3 separate regions of the Sus scrofa genome follow, and regions 1 and 3 are each linked to region 2. Evidence: chromatin contacts called from public HiChIP or PLAC-seq data. All regions are on one chromosome and are shown on one strand. Each heading gives the region's core, a stretch centred on a gene start, on an enhancer-like site or on the middle of the called end of the contact. The rest is flanking DNA. Distances are from core to core; before and after follow the strand shown. Region 1 overlaps LOC102164422. Region 2 overlaps TGFB2 (transforming growth factor beta-2). Region 3 overlaps LOC102164422.

Evidence for each region. HiChIP or PLAC-seq counts read pairs in DNA pulled down with a chosen protein or histone mark.
Region 1: an H3K27ac HiChIP or PLAC-seq map of skeletal muscle shows a contact between it and region 2, with 4 times the contacts expected there. The contact joins two enhancer-like sites. A contact is called at or near these places in 2 of 47 Hi-C or Micro-C datasets (heart right ventricle and skeletal muscle) and 1 of 2 datasets of contacts at active chromatin or transcription factors (skeletal muscle).
Region 3: an H3K27ac HiChIP or PLAC-seq map of skeletal muscle shows a contact between it and region 2, with 2.9 times the contacts expected there. The contact joins two enhancer-like sites. A contact is called at or near these places in 1 of 47 Hi-C or Micro-C datasets (subcutaneous adipose tissue) and 1 of 2 datasets of contacts at active chromatin or transcription factors (skeletal muscle).

What each region holds. Positions count from the first base shown.
Region 1 is chr10:8,689,664-8,694,250 of Sscrofa11.1, forward strand. All of the region lies in intron 5 of LOC102164422, which reads right to left. Among named protein-coding and RNA genes, the nearest start is that of LYPLAL1, 250 kb to the right of the region's middle. Within about 2 kb of position 1,333, at least 14 of the 83 cell types and tissues checked have an H3K27ac peak or open chromatin away from gene starts, as enhancers often do. A contact at or near this core is called in skeletal muscle, where this site is marked.
Region 2 is chr10:8,322,921-8,327,609 of Sscrofa11.1, forward strand. The region is part of intron 1 of TGFB2 (transforming growth factor beta-2); the gene reads left to right. Among named protein-coding and RNA genes, the nearest start is that of TGFB2, 19 kb to the left of the region's middle. Within about 2 kb of position 2,016, at least 5 of the 83 cell types and tissues checked have an H3K27ac peak or open chromatin away from gene starts, as enhancers often do. A contact at or near this core is called in skeletal muscle, where this site is marked.
Region 3 is chr10:8,611,584-8,616,469 of Sscrofa11.1, forward strand. LOC102164422 reads right to left here. Exons shown (of 11, transcript XR_002336182.1): 7 at 479-634. Among named protein-coding and RNA genes, the nearest start is that of TGFB2, 310 kb to the left of the region's middle. Within about 2 kb of position 1,303, at least 9 of the 83 cell types and tissues checked have an H3K27ac peak or open chromatin away from gene starts, as enhancers often do. A contact at or near this core is called in skeletal muscle, where this site is marked.

The DNA of each region.
Region 1 (4,587 bases), core at 83-2,582, 370 kb after region 2:
CGGATGCACCTGCAGCATATGGAAGTTCCCAGGCCCGGGGTCAGATTGGAGCTATAGCTGCTGGCCTGCACCACAGCCACAGCAATGCCAGATCCAAGCTGCATCTGTGACCTACACTGCAGCTCATGGCAACGCGGGATCCTTAACCCACTGAGCAAGGCCAGGGATGGAACCTACCTCCTCACAGAGACAAAGTCAGGTCCTTAGCCTGATGAGGCACAGGGGGAATGCTCCTAAATAATTCAAGTTAAGTAAAAGGTCAAAAGGAAGTTTGTTAAAATTCCAAAAGTTCAGATCAAAAATTCAAGGGTGACTTAAAGAAGAAAGAAAGAAATCTGAGATGTATACCGAGTCGATTTAGACACATGTAGCCTGGAAGTGCATTTAGGAGGCCGTGGCTCCTCCTGGGGGGAGCTTCTTCCTCAGCTCACTGGGAAGCACACGATTGCCTGGCTCCCTCTGGCTGTGTGGCGAGCAGCCAGGTCAGGGCACAGCTCTGCTCTCCGGGGCAGAGACAGCAGGGCAGGAGCTACAGGAGTGCTCTGATTGATTTCTCTGTTTTCTTTCTTTTTTTTTTCCTTAAAGGGAGGGGGGGGAAAAGTGTTCTAAGAGAGACACAAGGCTCAACAAGTTGAATTTGGGATTTATTCCCGGTATTACTTGGATTTTCAAGAATTTTTGGAAATCTTGCCTTTCGGCCACAGCCTTTCGGTAATATGGGTTATTTGCCAAATTCATTTCAAGCTCTTGAATTTACAGTTAAAAGAGAAATAAAAAAGTCTTTCATTTGTTCCTAAGCTGTTTATTTTGCTTGTAAAACCAATCATAAGGTCTCCCCAATAAAAAAAGAAATGCATGAAAGTTCTAACTCCAGGGGACTGAACTGTTGAAGGCTGAAATTCCCCTAGGCAAAGCCAGAAGTCATTTTAATGAGACAGTTTTCTCTTTGAATTCGGGAGGGCATGGAACAACACCCTCGCCGAGAAAATTCCCTTTATCCTGCTTTAGAATTCCCCCCTCTAAGAAAGATGGGGTTGGAATGGCTGGCCTTTTAAGGCGTGAGCAGTGGAAAACTGGTAGCAATCGTCTATTACTTTCTAGCACTGGGAAACGGCTTGGAGCCTAGCTTGGTGTGATGCTCCGTGGTGTGGTCTGGCCAGCGTGGTGGCGTGGTACCCATTGGGACCGTGGGTGTGCTCTGGGCCCGCCCCCCCTACCCCTGCCCGGTTCCACGATCGCCACCTCTCCACACGGCTCACACATACACCCTACACGGCAGACTGTGCTGATAGCCAGGCTGGCCATCTGCTGAGTTTGGAACCACAGATACTAAAAATATTACGAAATGGGTTTTCTCCCCTCCCCACCCCCCCGCCCCAAACGCCCGGAGCAAGGCTGATCTGTATCCTGAGAAGCAAAATCCTAACGGAAATGAGGAAAAACACCAAAGCCAAACCTAAAAACTGCACCATCCGATTCGTTTCAGATCTCCTAAGACCAGCCCTGGCCATGTGGGATCCTGTTTTGCAGAAAATTTGGACACAAATCAAGGGTTTTGTTTCTTTGGGTTTAAAAACTTTTCATCACTTTTTCCTTCTAGCATGAAAATACAACACTAACTACTTTACCAGGAGGAGCAAAAGTGTTTGAAAAATAATTTCGCCCCTGCCAGCGTCTGCTATTGAGATCAGTGTCCATTCCAATTTGTTCCTGACTCTCCAAAGATATATTTTTTTCTCATTGGGAATTTTCTCCTTATGGGAATACGAAGGCAGAGAATCTGTGACACAAACAAACAAGCAAATAAGTGACCTTGGCATGCAGAAGCTCTGCTCCTGAGCGCTGCCCTCCCTCTGGACTTGCCAGTATCCTCTGCTCCAAGAGGCAGTGCACCAGTGGGAGAGCCCGTGGAAAGTCTGGAAGCTCGAGGTTGGCTCTATGCTCCCCCCACACCTAGCCCATCCTTCTGGCTTTATCATGACATAACACACAGTAAGTACCTTCTTTTCATCTTCCACACACACCTGAAGTCTTCTTCCCTTAATTCCTCTTGTGGGGCGGGGTCTCTGATCCCTCTGTTCCAAGCTCCCTCTCTTTACCTCTTTTTCCTACTCCCCCTTCACTCACCTCACCTCCCCTTTTACTGAAAAGTGAGGCATCAACTCGCAAAAAACCAAAAACAAGAAAACAAATAAGTTTTTTTAAAAACGGGCATAATGGGCAGGCCTCATCCATCATTAAAGACCTTAAGCACAGAAGCGGAGGGTTTCCAGAGCGGGAGGCTTACGTCCCATGACTGCGGCATCGCTCATCACTGGAGTTTCCAGCCTGCGGGTCTGCCGAATGGATGCTGGACTCAAGACTGAGACAGCAGCTATTACCTGAACTTCCAGCCTGTCAGACAGCCCACGTGTACCAGACCTCACAGTCATGGGAGCCAAGTCCTTAAATCTCTCTATTTCTATAACCATCTCTCTCTCTCTCTTATTGGCTCTGCTTCCCTGGAGAACTCAGGCATACACACACACACACACACACACACACACACACGCATGCCGTTTCCTTATTTCTTGAAGTACAGCAGGGTCAGCAAACTCTGGCCCATCTGCCACATCACCTGTATTTGTAAATACGGTTTGACTGGAACATAGCCATGCGCATTCATTTATGTATTGTTCGTGGCTGCTTTTGTCCTACAATTGAGCAGCATTAAGTGGTTTCAACAGGTAATAGTGACCCACAAAGCTGTAATATTTACTCTCTGGACCTTTACAGAAAACATTTACTGACGCCCAGATGTTCCCATTGTGGCTCAGCAGGAATGAACCTGACTAGTATCCATGAGGATGTGGGTTCGATTCCTGGCCTCGCTCAGTGGGTTAAGGATCCGGCATTGCTGTGAGCTGTGGTGTAGGTTGCAGATGTGGCTCAGATGCCCTGTTGCTGTGGCTCTGGTGTAGGCCAGCAGCTGCAGCTCTGATTTGACCCCTAGCCTGGGAACTTCCATAGGTCACAGGTGCGGCCCTAAAAACACAAAAAACAACAACGAAAAGACTTTACTGACACCCAGATGAAAGTAAAAGCTGCAGGACATCAGGAGGTATGCCATCTTTTTGTGGGGAAAATTTTGTAGGCCTTGAGGGTTGCTAAGATACTGCTAGAGCGACTAAGAAAGTTATGGGGTTTTTCTCCTGGAGAGAATAAGAATGAAAATGTTGATTTCTTTTCAATATCAATCAGGATGTTTACCTGTTTGTGGACAAGTTGGCTAAACAAAATATCCTGTCGAATGGATGGTCCTGGTATTTTTCTTGTCATGGATCTCCCTCAGGAACCTAAAACAACATCCCATGCTACTAGAAACGTACTTGCTACCCGACCTTGCGTTGTTTTCCTTCTAGGAAATAATCCTAAGGCAACAAGCCTAAAATAAATCTTTGTATTTCCAATTAATAGGGCAGGCTGAGCTGATGGAAGGATCCTCTCTTCTGAGTAAACTCACACAAAAATGTTGGATAAAAGATGGCAAAATTACATATCTCTTTCAGTTTGAAAGCCAGAAAGAAAAATCACCCAAATGTAGAGACAAAATCCTTCAAAGCAGAGCACTGAGTAGGAGTTAAACTGAACGAGTCTCAGGGATGGCAAACCCCGTGTTGAGTTTTAAAGCCCACATGCAGGAAAACACAGCGTTGGGTCTGTGAAATGTAGGCTCTTTGAAGGACTAGCACTGGGGCTCCAGAAGGCCAAGAGGCTGAAGAAGCCGCAACACCTCCACAGAAAGACTCTGGGGAGTATCTGTGATGCCATCACCTGCCTGCTTTGGGTTGGAAAAGAATTACCCCAGAGACATCAGAATTTTAACCTCAGAGTGTGCACATGTCTCAAATTCTTCCAACCAAGTAGGGATGGAAATGGCCCGACCTGAGAAGTTAATATAAACATTCTTTTGTAACAGAGGAAATCTGGAGGTTCCTGGTTGGACCAAATAAGAATCTTCTCAGAGCCTTTTTCAGTGATTATTTCGTAAGGACAGAGGGATCAACGTGAAAGCACTGGCATTTCAACTGCAAAGCCTCTTCTCTGCCTGAGATTATCTTTATCCTCCAAAGTCCAGTTCCAGTGTCATTCCAAGACTTTCTGTCAGATGACAACTACCTCCCCACTCCCCAAACTCCTTGGCCACACAAGCCTTTGCCCCATGGCCCTTGGTTCATCCCTTCAGACTAGAATTTTCGTCTTGTGCCCTGTGTACCTTTGTCCTCTTTCATCTGTCTTCTAGAGGTGAGCAGCTCGAGGGGAGGGATCACGTCTTATGTGCACTCGTGTCCTCTGTACTTTAAAATATCTGTTGAAAGTAACAGAAATAATAATTTCCATTAACCTTTGGGAGGATAGGCAGAGAAGCAAACAACCTTGACAGTGATGATTTTATCAATGATAAAATTTAATGAAGAACATTTAAGGTGCTTGGGCACCGAGTCAAAGACGTTGGATAATGAGCGACGGCTGCAAACTCTGTGTGATTGACGATAGGAAAGATGACAGAGGTGAGAAGCTCTGTAAGAGTTCAGAAAATCAGTTTAG
Region 2 (4,689 bases), core at 766-3,265:
GTCTTGGGTGATCCTGACACGCGAGGCCTCTGGTGCAGCTTGTTCCCTGATCCTTGCAGAGGCCATGAGGCTGGGACTGTCACTGGTGGTGGTGGACGCTGCATTTTGGAGCCCCTGAGGAAGAGTGCGTGTTCCCGGTTCTCACGATCGGGGGAGGCCCGAATAAGGCCAATTAAGGACAAAAGACATGTGTTTATTCTGTCACCCAGTAGCTGTCTAATGTCCTGGGCTCTCCTCCCGTGCCTTTACCATGCCTCACCTTGCTTCTCAGGAATCAAGGAATCAGGAAATGAAATAGCTTATTGACGGTGTACAGTGGCCTAGACTGGGCTTCTCCCCACCCCCCAAAAAAGGAGTTGTGGTTGTGGCTCAGTGGTAGTGAACCCTACTTCGTATCCCTAAGGACTCGGGTTCCATCCCTGGCCTCTCATTCTCGTGAGCGGCGGTGTAGGCTGGCAGCTGCAGCTCCGATTGGAACCCTAGCTTGGGAACCTCCATACACCTTGGTGCAGCCCTAAAAAGACAAAAAAATAAAATAAATAAAATCAAGATATCAAAAAAAGAAAAGAAAACCTGATTCTATTGAGAATATACATTTACTATAGTACAGATAGTACAGAAAGCCTCGGAATGACTAGAAGCCACCAGGGGAATAAAAAGAGTGAAACGCTGGGCGTTCCCATCATAGCTCAGTGGTTAGTGAACCCAACTGGCATCCATAAGGATGTGGGTTCAATCCCTGGCCTCGCTCAGTGGGTTAAGGATCCGGCATTGCCGTGAGCTGTGGTGTAGGTCGCAGACACGGCTCGGATCTGGTGTGGCTGTGGCTGTGGCGTAGGCCAGTAGCTACAGCTCTGATTCTACCCCTGGCCTGGGAACCTCCATGTGCTGTGGGTGTGGCCCTAAAAAAGACAAACAGACCAAAAAAAAGAAAAAAAAAAAAAACCCAACAACAAAGAGTGGAGCATCTAATCTGTGCTTTTAAAGCTCCCTTTTGTGAGAGGGATTATAGTTAGGTTTCCAGCTCTACATTTCTGTTGTATTTCACTGTCTAAAGCAAGGAGTTAATTGTGTGATTTGTTTTTTGTTTTTTTTCCTCACCAGCCTTTTGGAAAAGACGAGGGCAGGGGATGAGAGAAGGAGAGCCCTTGTTGACTAGCCCCCACGGCCCTGGTGCTTAAGCCTCGTCATCCTAAACTTCCCCCCTGGGCGCCGGGGCAGGGCCAGGAGCAGCACCCCGCTTCTCAGGAGACGGTGGGCTGGGAGCGCTAACGGCCTTGGCCTTGGCCTTGGCCCTCGAGCCCTGAGAGGGGCCAGTGCCCAAGTCTGACTTCAGGCCTGGTCCCCACACCCTCCACCATGGGGACCCCAACCTTTTTTCTTTTTTCTTTTGGTTGGTCTTCTTTTTGCTTTCCCTTCGGATTCCCGCCCCACGCATTTTCGCATCCTCTTGGATAATCTTCCTACACGGCGGATCAATTTCCCTTTCCTCTTTCATCCTCGCAAGCCGGTGGGCGGGGAGGGCGGCCTCCCCCAGCTCTGGGCCCCCCGACACGCCTTCCCACTTGGGGTTACTGCCGGTCGTTGAATGGCTGTGCGTTTCCCTCTTTCTTTGGTGAGAAAACACTGGGAACCCACCCTGCTCCTCCCGAGCCTGGGAAAACCAGGAGGGCCCGGGAGGGTGAGGAAGAGGAGCCAGTGCACGGCTTCCCGGACGGTGGGAGGCTCTCGCGCCCCACCCAGCTTCCCGCCTGGGAGAAAACCCCGCCGACCCTTCCAGACCTTCCAGGCAAGACTGCTGAGCAGTGGGGCTCTGCAATTTTTTTCTTTTCTTTCTTTCTTTTTTTTTTTTTTTTTGGTCTCTGTTCTTAGAAATAGTAATTGAGTAAAAATGTAAGTGAGCGGGTGCCAGGGGCAGACATCCAGGGTCAGGGTGAAATTTCTCCATGCTGAGTGTGATTCTGAACACTCGTTAAGTGGAGGCCGGCCTGTGCCAAGCAGCTCCAGGGCCGTCCCTGTCACCTTGCGTGAACCGCCTCTCCACTCCAGGGAGATGTCAGGAGCGGCCGCAGCGAGTGCGCGGGGCCCGTGGCGCCTCTGGCTTTCCTCGCTCCGTCTCCACCCTGGCTGGAGTGATCACGGCGTGTCCTGACACTGATGCTGGGACTGGCAGCGCCAACGCTAGATGTAAAGTCCCCGGAGGAAGAAAGGGTCCCTGCTCCTCGCAGCCCACGTGGCTGCAGCGTCATTTCTCTTCCTTTCCGTTCGCTGTCCCCCCAGATGGAGGTTAGGGGCAGGTTGGGTGTGAGAGTCCAGATGTCATCTAAGCTGTAAGAATCCAGAAGGGCAGCGGGAAAGAAGTCTCTGAAGGAAATGGGTTGAAAGTCACGAAGGTGACCTCAGCTTCGTTTGTTTGTTTTGTGAGTATTTACTGAGTGTGATGCTTTCAATGAGCTTGATTAAAATGTAAAGATTGGGAGTTCCCGTTCTGGCTCAGAGGGTTAAGAACACAACTAGTGTCCGGGAGGATACAGGTTCCATCTCTGGCCTCCATCTGTGGGTTAAGGATCCAGTGTTACTGGAAGCTGCAGCGTAGATTGCTGATGTGGCTCAGATCAGGTGTTGCCATGGCTGTGGTGTAGGCTGCAGCTGCAGCTCCAATTTGACCCCAGCCCAGAAACCTCCATATGCCACAGGTGCGGCCCTAAAAACAAAACAGATTTAACCATGGGCTTCTCAAAGGATGGCCTGCATGTGTATGTCCCAAAGGGTCACAGAAAGCAGATTTCCAGCCTTTCTCACACCTGCAGAGGCAGAATCACTGGGGTGGGGGTGGGTGAGGGGCACCAAAGAGTCTGAGCCTTTAAGAGGCAGCGCAGGTGAGTCTGACCTCACTAGGCTGAGGCTCGGATGTCCCCTTCTGCCCATCTGTTTACTCAAAGTCCTTCAGCAGGAAGGATTTGGATCCAGCAGGGCCATCGTCTGATCCCGTGGTCCCTCCAGGGTGAGACCCTGAATCCACAGCATGGCTGAGTTCTCACCCTGCGTTTGCTGTGTCCCCAGATGCTTACACATCTTCCGGTAGATCAGATGTCTGCCCTGCATATGCCCTGCTCACCATCCGCCACGTGAGCGTGCGAGCAGGTGAATGCTCCCACGGGGGCGGGGTGTGGCTGCTGGTCTGCAGGTTGCACGTGGGGGTGAGAACACGCAGCTGTGGCTCCGAAGGGGTGTTTCAAAATGAATGTATGATGTGTGAGCGCCATGTAACTGACCATGTCTGTGTCGGTGTATAACACGGAATTCACCGAGGTGGTGATTGGTCGAAGCACTGCTGACCTCTTCATGGCCTGAACCCTGTTCTGAGACATTCCATGGGGTTAGGGTCTGGCCAACAGGGGGATGTAAATGCTACAGTCTCAGCCAGACGCAGCTCCAAGGCACTGCAGCGTGCTCTTTCCAGATAGTGTTTTTCTCCAGCGAAGGTACGAGAGAGCAGGTGAAAATCTGACCCAGATATTAGAAAGAAAACTTAATAATTAATCACTTGGTATTTTCTCTGTGCCACGCTGGACTTCCTGATATGTGGAGGTTTTTTGGAACCATCGGTGTTTTGAGTCCAACCTCTGGAGGGGTTTTGACCATCGAACTGCAGAAACAACCTGTTCTCCTACATGGTCTGTATCACTAAATACAACAAAACAAAACAACCCAATTTTTTAGAATAAACTTGCCCGGAGATTGCCCTGTGCCCAAAGTGGTTCCCAGTTATTTCTGCCAGTTTGAGAACCAGCTTGTTGGCAGGGTGGCGAAGGGCAAATGTAACAGTCAACTAACACCAGAGAAAGAGGGGAACCACCTCCAGTGGTTGCTCTGTAACCACCCTAGGATCGTACTCCTCAGGCTTAGTAGCCACTAGAAAACACCGAGTTTAAAAGACTGATGTGACGAGACCTCTTCTCACTTGGCAGATTTAATCGATGGGGGGACGAAAGCATTTACTATTGAAAATGCGGAAAGAATGACTGGTGGTATTCATTCTACCTCCCACCCGCCTCCCACTGAAAGGGCTCTACATTCACCGCAAATGTAGATCCGGCTTTAAGGGAAATGCCAAAAGCACACGGGGATCATGGGAGGACGGCAAAGTGAGGACGAGCCCTGCTGATGATACACTCGCCGACTCCACGGTGCTCGGTGCTCGGGGGCTGCTCTGGAGCAGGCGTCCGTCTAGACCACTCGTGGTGCCATCAGTGAATCAAACAGCAGGAAACTTTGCCCCTAGGGAGCTCCACCTTTTGGAGAAAAAAGCTACACACTGGATGTAAAAAATGCTCACATTTGATCAGTGTTGTAGGGGAGAAAAGAAGGGCGGCATTGGGGGATGGAAACGTGAGTAGCATGTTTTTTTATTCGTGTAGAGCCGATTTACAGTATTGTGCCAATTTCTGCTGGACAGCAAAGCGCCCCAGTCACACACACACACACACACACACACACACACACACACACTCCCCTTCTTGTATCATCTTCCATCGTGGTCTATCCTGAGAGACTGGATCGAGTTCCCAGTGCTGTACAGCAGGACCTCATTGCTTATCCATGACCATGAGTTGCCATTTTAAGTGGGCTGGGTGTGGAAGGGCTGGTTAAGAGGGTGACATTTAAGCAGAGAGTTGAAGGAGGTCA
Region 3 (4,886 bases), core at 53-2,552, 290 kb after region 2:
CCCCTGGCATCCTAGTAGAACTTCAGAAGAGCCATATATTCTACGACCTTCCTGTTCCCCCTAGGAAACCTTCTTTCATAAAAGAAATAGAAGGAATTCACATTTAATGTGTTTGCTTCTTCTCCCTGGGAGCCAGTTTGGGTCTCATCCAGTCTTTCCAGGACGAGTAAATCCAGTTTTTTGGTACCACTTTCCCCTAGGTGCCCACAACAGAGATGAAAACCATGTGAGATTACTGGATGGTACGGAAACAGCGATGTGTATTCAAGGTTTCGAGGAAGCAACAGCTTATGCCTACTTAGCAATGCAAAGTACATCCTGTCAATTTTCTGGAAAGAAGACTGGAATTTGAGTAATCTTATACTATAGGCTGACTTTCAGGATTCCTCATTTTGAAAAGAATGAGAATGGGAAACTATCCAGAACCAGAGCTCTTTGCAATAATGCTGGGGGAAAAAAAAAAGAAGCTGAAACTTACCTTCCCATCTTCTTTCATGCAAGACACCCCCACTCGGCAACTCCTCTGAGTTCAGAGCTTCCCAGATAACAGCCAGAAGAGAGGAAAAACTAGTAACTCCTTTCCTTTAATCATGTTTGCAGAGACTCAGGTTCTAAACGCCGTGCCAATGGAATGCTGGAAATAAAGGCACCCGTTAGGATAATATTTAACAAAGCATTTTGACCTGGCACCAAGCTTCCATTAATGGAATTAAGAAAGGTCTGCCAGTGTTCTGGGGAAGATGATTTCCCACAGTTCCCCTCCAAAATGTTTTCAAATATGCAGAAGGGGAAAAAAAAAAGAGAGAGATGAATCAAGCAGAATACCTCATGGACAATTTTTCTAAGCTGGGATGAATTATGTTAGCTTCTGTTCCCTGATCATTCCCTTCCCCATGAAATGTATGGATATTTCCATTGCCCTAATCAGCAGAGACAGTTTAAAAATTGATCTGGAAAATCGGCAGTTGACCCTGTGATCCTGCACTTTGTCGACACGTTCAATCACATCTGGTCTTGAACTGTAAAATTGTTGGCCTGTTCCCCAGCACACTCCTCTGACAGCTGCATGCATTTTGTCCACAGAATAACTCCTCTCCCAGAGCCTTCGGAAACCAGGACAACACAGCTTTCATTGCTAGATTCCCCTAACCACGAAGAGAATTCTAATAAGTTTCTATGAAAAGGTCCTTTGGCTTAAGATTTTCCAAAGGAAAAAGCATTAGGAAAGAACTCAGGCAATGGTCTACACTTGGGCCTGGGGAAGATCTTGATTTAGCTTCTGACTCTATCTTTGACCCTCAGTTATCCGAAAAGGAGATGCACTCACTCCTGCCCTCTGAAAAAGAAAATATTGTAGGGATTGAATTAAAGTGCTGCTACTTTGAAAACACTTAAAAAACAGTCGTGTTAAGTTACTCTTTAACCCAGCAGCAATATCCTGCCCCTTTTGTTTAGAACAACTTGGTATTTTATAATAAAATATATAGATTCACTATATCAGCAAGAGTTAGTGCTGAGTGTCTGTCTCCCATGTGTCAAACTCATTCCTGAAAATATGCTCCATGTAGAATCTAAAATATGACACAACTAAACCTATCTATGAAACAGAAACAGACTCACAGACATAGAGAACAGACTTGTGGTTGCCAAGGGGGAGAAAGGATGGACTGGGGCTTGGGGTTAGCAGATGCATACTTTTATATATGTGTAACTAAATCACTTTGTTGCACACCAGAAGCTAAGACAACACTGTAAATCGACTATACTTCAACAAAATAAAATTTAAAAAAAGAAGATAAGAAAAGTGCACGGAGGGTTTGATGGCTTGAAAGAGCACACATCAATTCAACTAATATTCTCCTGGCCAGAGCATCGTCCTAAGACAAGAGAGGCTGAGGATCACTAGTAGCCTCTGCTACTCTTTTATATAATACCTGCGATTTCCAAATCTTCCATTTTCCATGACCTGCGACATTCTCGTTCCAACCTTCAACTTGTAAGAACTGAAAATTCCCCCTTTATTAAATATTTTAAAAGATGAAAATAGCGTGTGTATCACCTCTATAAAAGAGAATAAAGATATAATTTAGGAGTTCCCTGGTGACCTATTGGTTAAGGATCGTACAGGGTCACTATTGTGTTGTGGGTTGATCCCTGGCCCAGGAACTTCTACATGCCACAAACGTAACCAAAAAAGAAAAAAAATTATCTCTCTCTCTCTGTATATATATATATATAGAGAGAGAGAGAGAGAGAGAGGGAGAGATACAGATATAGATATAAATGATTGGGTCACTATACTGTACAGCAGAAACTGACACAACACTATAAATCAACTGTACTCAAATTAAAAAAAGACATGTTTTAGCTAAGGAGGAAATCCACCTTTTGATTTTAAACTATTGTTTCAGGCTATACGTAATATACTCAAAGGTTATCTCTTTAAACTGTTTGCATTTATTGAACACATATTGGACGATCTCCTTTGACTCACCTAACTTCACATGAGCTAAAATAGCCCTGCATTTAAGTAACAGACTCGGAGGTCTTTCACCACATGTCCACGGCCACACAGCTGGCTGAGTGGGTGAATCAGACAGGATTAGGACGCGCGGCTCTGCTTGTCAGCCCAGCGCGCATGCTGACAGCACGCTAGCTACCTTGCTAACCTCTTCAAGATGCTCAGCGCGTCCCGGAGTTTCTCAGAGGCTTTTAGAGGCGGAGTTGTGGCAGCACTGGAATAAGCTGGCATATTTAAGTCATCTAAAAGAGGTTATCTTAAACCAACATTCAGGCTTCCTGTACCTTGCGCTAGAAGTTCCATGTGACTTCCTTATGATGGCATCTAAGTCTGTCCTCTGACTTCCCGTGGAGGTGCTTCCCCACCCCCCATGAACCCTGCCTTCGGCCACATCGTGTGACTCACTGTCCCCATGTGGCTGAGCTCTTACATGGTCCACGGCTCTCTTTCCAGAGGGTCCTTTCAACCATTCTACGACTTCAATGACAAGAATTAGAGACTCTTTTCGGCTTGTTCTCAGGGCGCTCTGTGCCTACCTTTATTACTGCACATTTATTTTAATTCTAGATTCATATTAAACTACAAATTCACTATATTTTACCCATATTGGTCGTCCTAGTGTCTAATATAGTGTTGGCAAGTGACAACACCTGCTTATTAAATGAACAAAACGTAACCTCTTCATGTTCCCATCCCTCTACTTCTTTTATGTTTGTCCTAAATGATGTTGAAAGTTAAAGGACTTCTTCTTCTTTTTTTTTTTTTTTTTTGTCTTTTTGCCATTTCTTGGGCCGCTCCCGCGGCATATGGAGGTTCCCAGGCTAGGGGTCGAATCGGAGCTGTGTAGCCTCCGGCCTATGCCAGAGCCACAGCAACGCGGGATCCAAGCCGCATCTGAAACCTACACCACAGCTCACGGCAACGCCGGATCCTTAACCCACAGAGCGACGCCAGGGATTGAACCCGCAACCTCATGGTTCCTAGTCTGATTCATTAACCACTGCGCCACGACGGGAACTCCCTAAAGGACTTCTTACTGTTGCTTAGATGATATTTTCAAAGCGATACTTTAGGAGGGATTTTCTCAACGCCTCCTGTGGTCTCTCATGAAATTGGCTGCAATCACACCTCCCTAAGTTTGTGGAAGCAGTTTACTTTCTACAGCATTTCCATCATCCAGAACATCTCAAGATTTGTTTTCCCTGAATGAAGATGTAGTGCTCTTGATTCCCATGACTATGATTAGGAGCTGTGACTTCTGTTATTTCTAAGGTATCACTCATCTAAGACTGTTACGGAGACTTTCCATTCCCAACGAGACATCTCAATAACACAGGCTTTTCCCTCCTTTCCCAAATCCAGTCCTGAATATACTAAACGTGGGAGAGAGGTGTGAGAAAATAATGCCACCAAGCTGAGAAACTCCTGGAAAGAGAGATGGATAGATTTCGATGTAGGAGAGAACAAGGGTTTAGAGAAGATAAGGGTTATGTGCGATAAGAGGGTGAGTTGGGAAGACTCTTTCCATTGTGCTCTTTTCTCTCTACAACATCGTCCCGACAGGGTCATTGTCCATCCCATCACAGCAAAGCCAGCGTTCAGCAGTTTCGCAGCAGCTCTGTGCTGCTGGAGGCAGCATGCAGGTGCATCTAGAGGTGATTGAGGTGGGGAGCTAATGGCTGCACGAAGACGAGCTAGAACATTACTTTCCTCTCCCCTCTTATTTAATGACCTTGGTTATTACAATCAAGGAAGAGAGCTCTTAGGCAGGCGCAGGGCTCGGGGTGATGGAATCGGGAGTCCCACTGAGGGCAGGATTAACTGGTTGGGAGGGCGCCAAATGGGCAACGGTTCAGCCTAAGTTTAATACCAATGTCCTCCATTCGGCAGCAAATCTCCTACCTCCATTAAACGTTGCAGTAAAGGCGGAGTCGGGGTTTAGGATTTAATTTCTCTCCTTGGGCATCCTATTAACCCAGGGAGTTGATGCTTCCAGAGAAATATGAGTTCTAAGTGAATAATAAGAAATTTTATAAGTTACCTGCTATAAAAGTAAGGTAATGCTTTGAACCGTCTACACTGGAGGACCACATAAATGTATTAGGCCAAAAGCTAATTGAAGCCAAGCACAGTACGTATTCTCAAGAGAAATGGAAAGCTACAGCAGTTTGAAATAGGGATGGGAGGTTTTAAAGAAATAACTAGTTGGATGATTGCCCAAGCTTGGAAGGACCAAGATACGCTTCAACAGGTGAAAGAGTAAATAAAACGTGAACCATCCCGATAATGAAATATTATGTAGCACCATCAAGAAAGGAGCTATCATGCCATGACAAGACATGAAGGAACTTTAAACGCACATTAC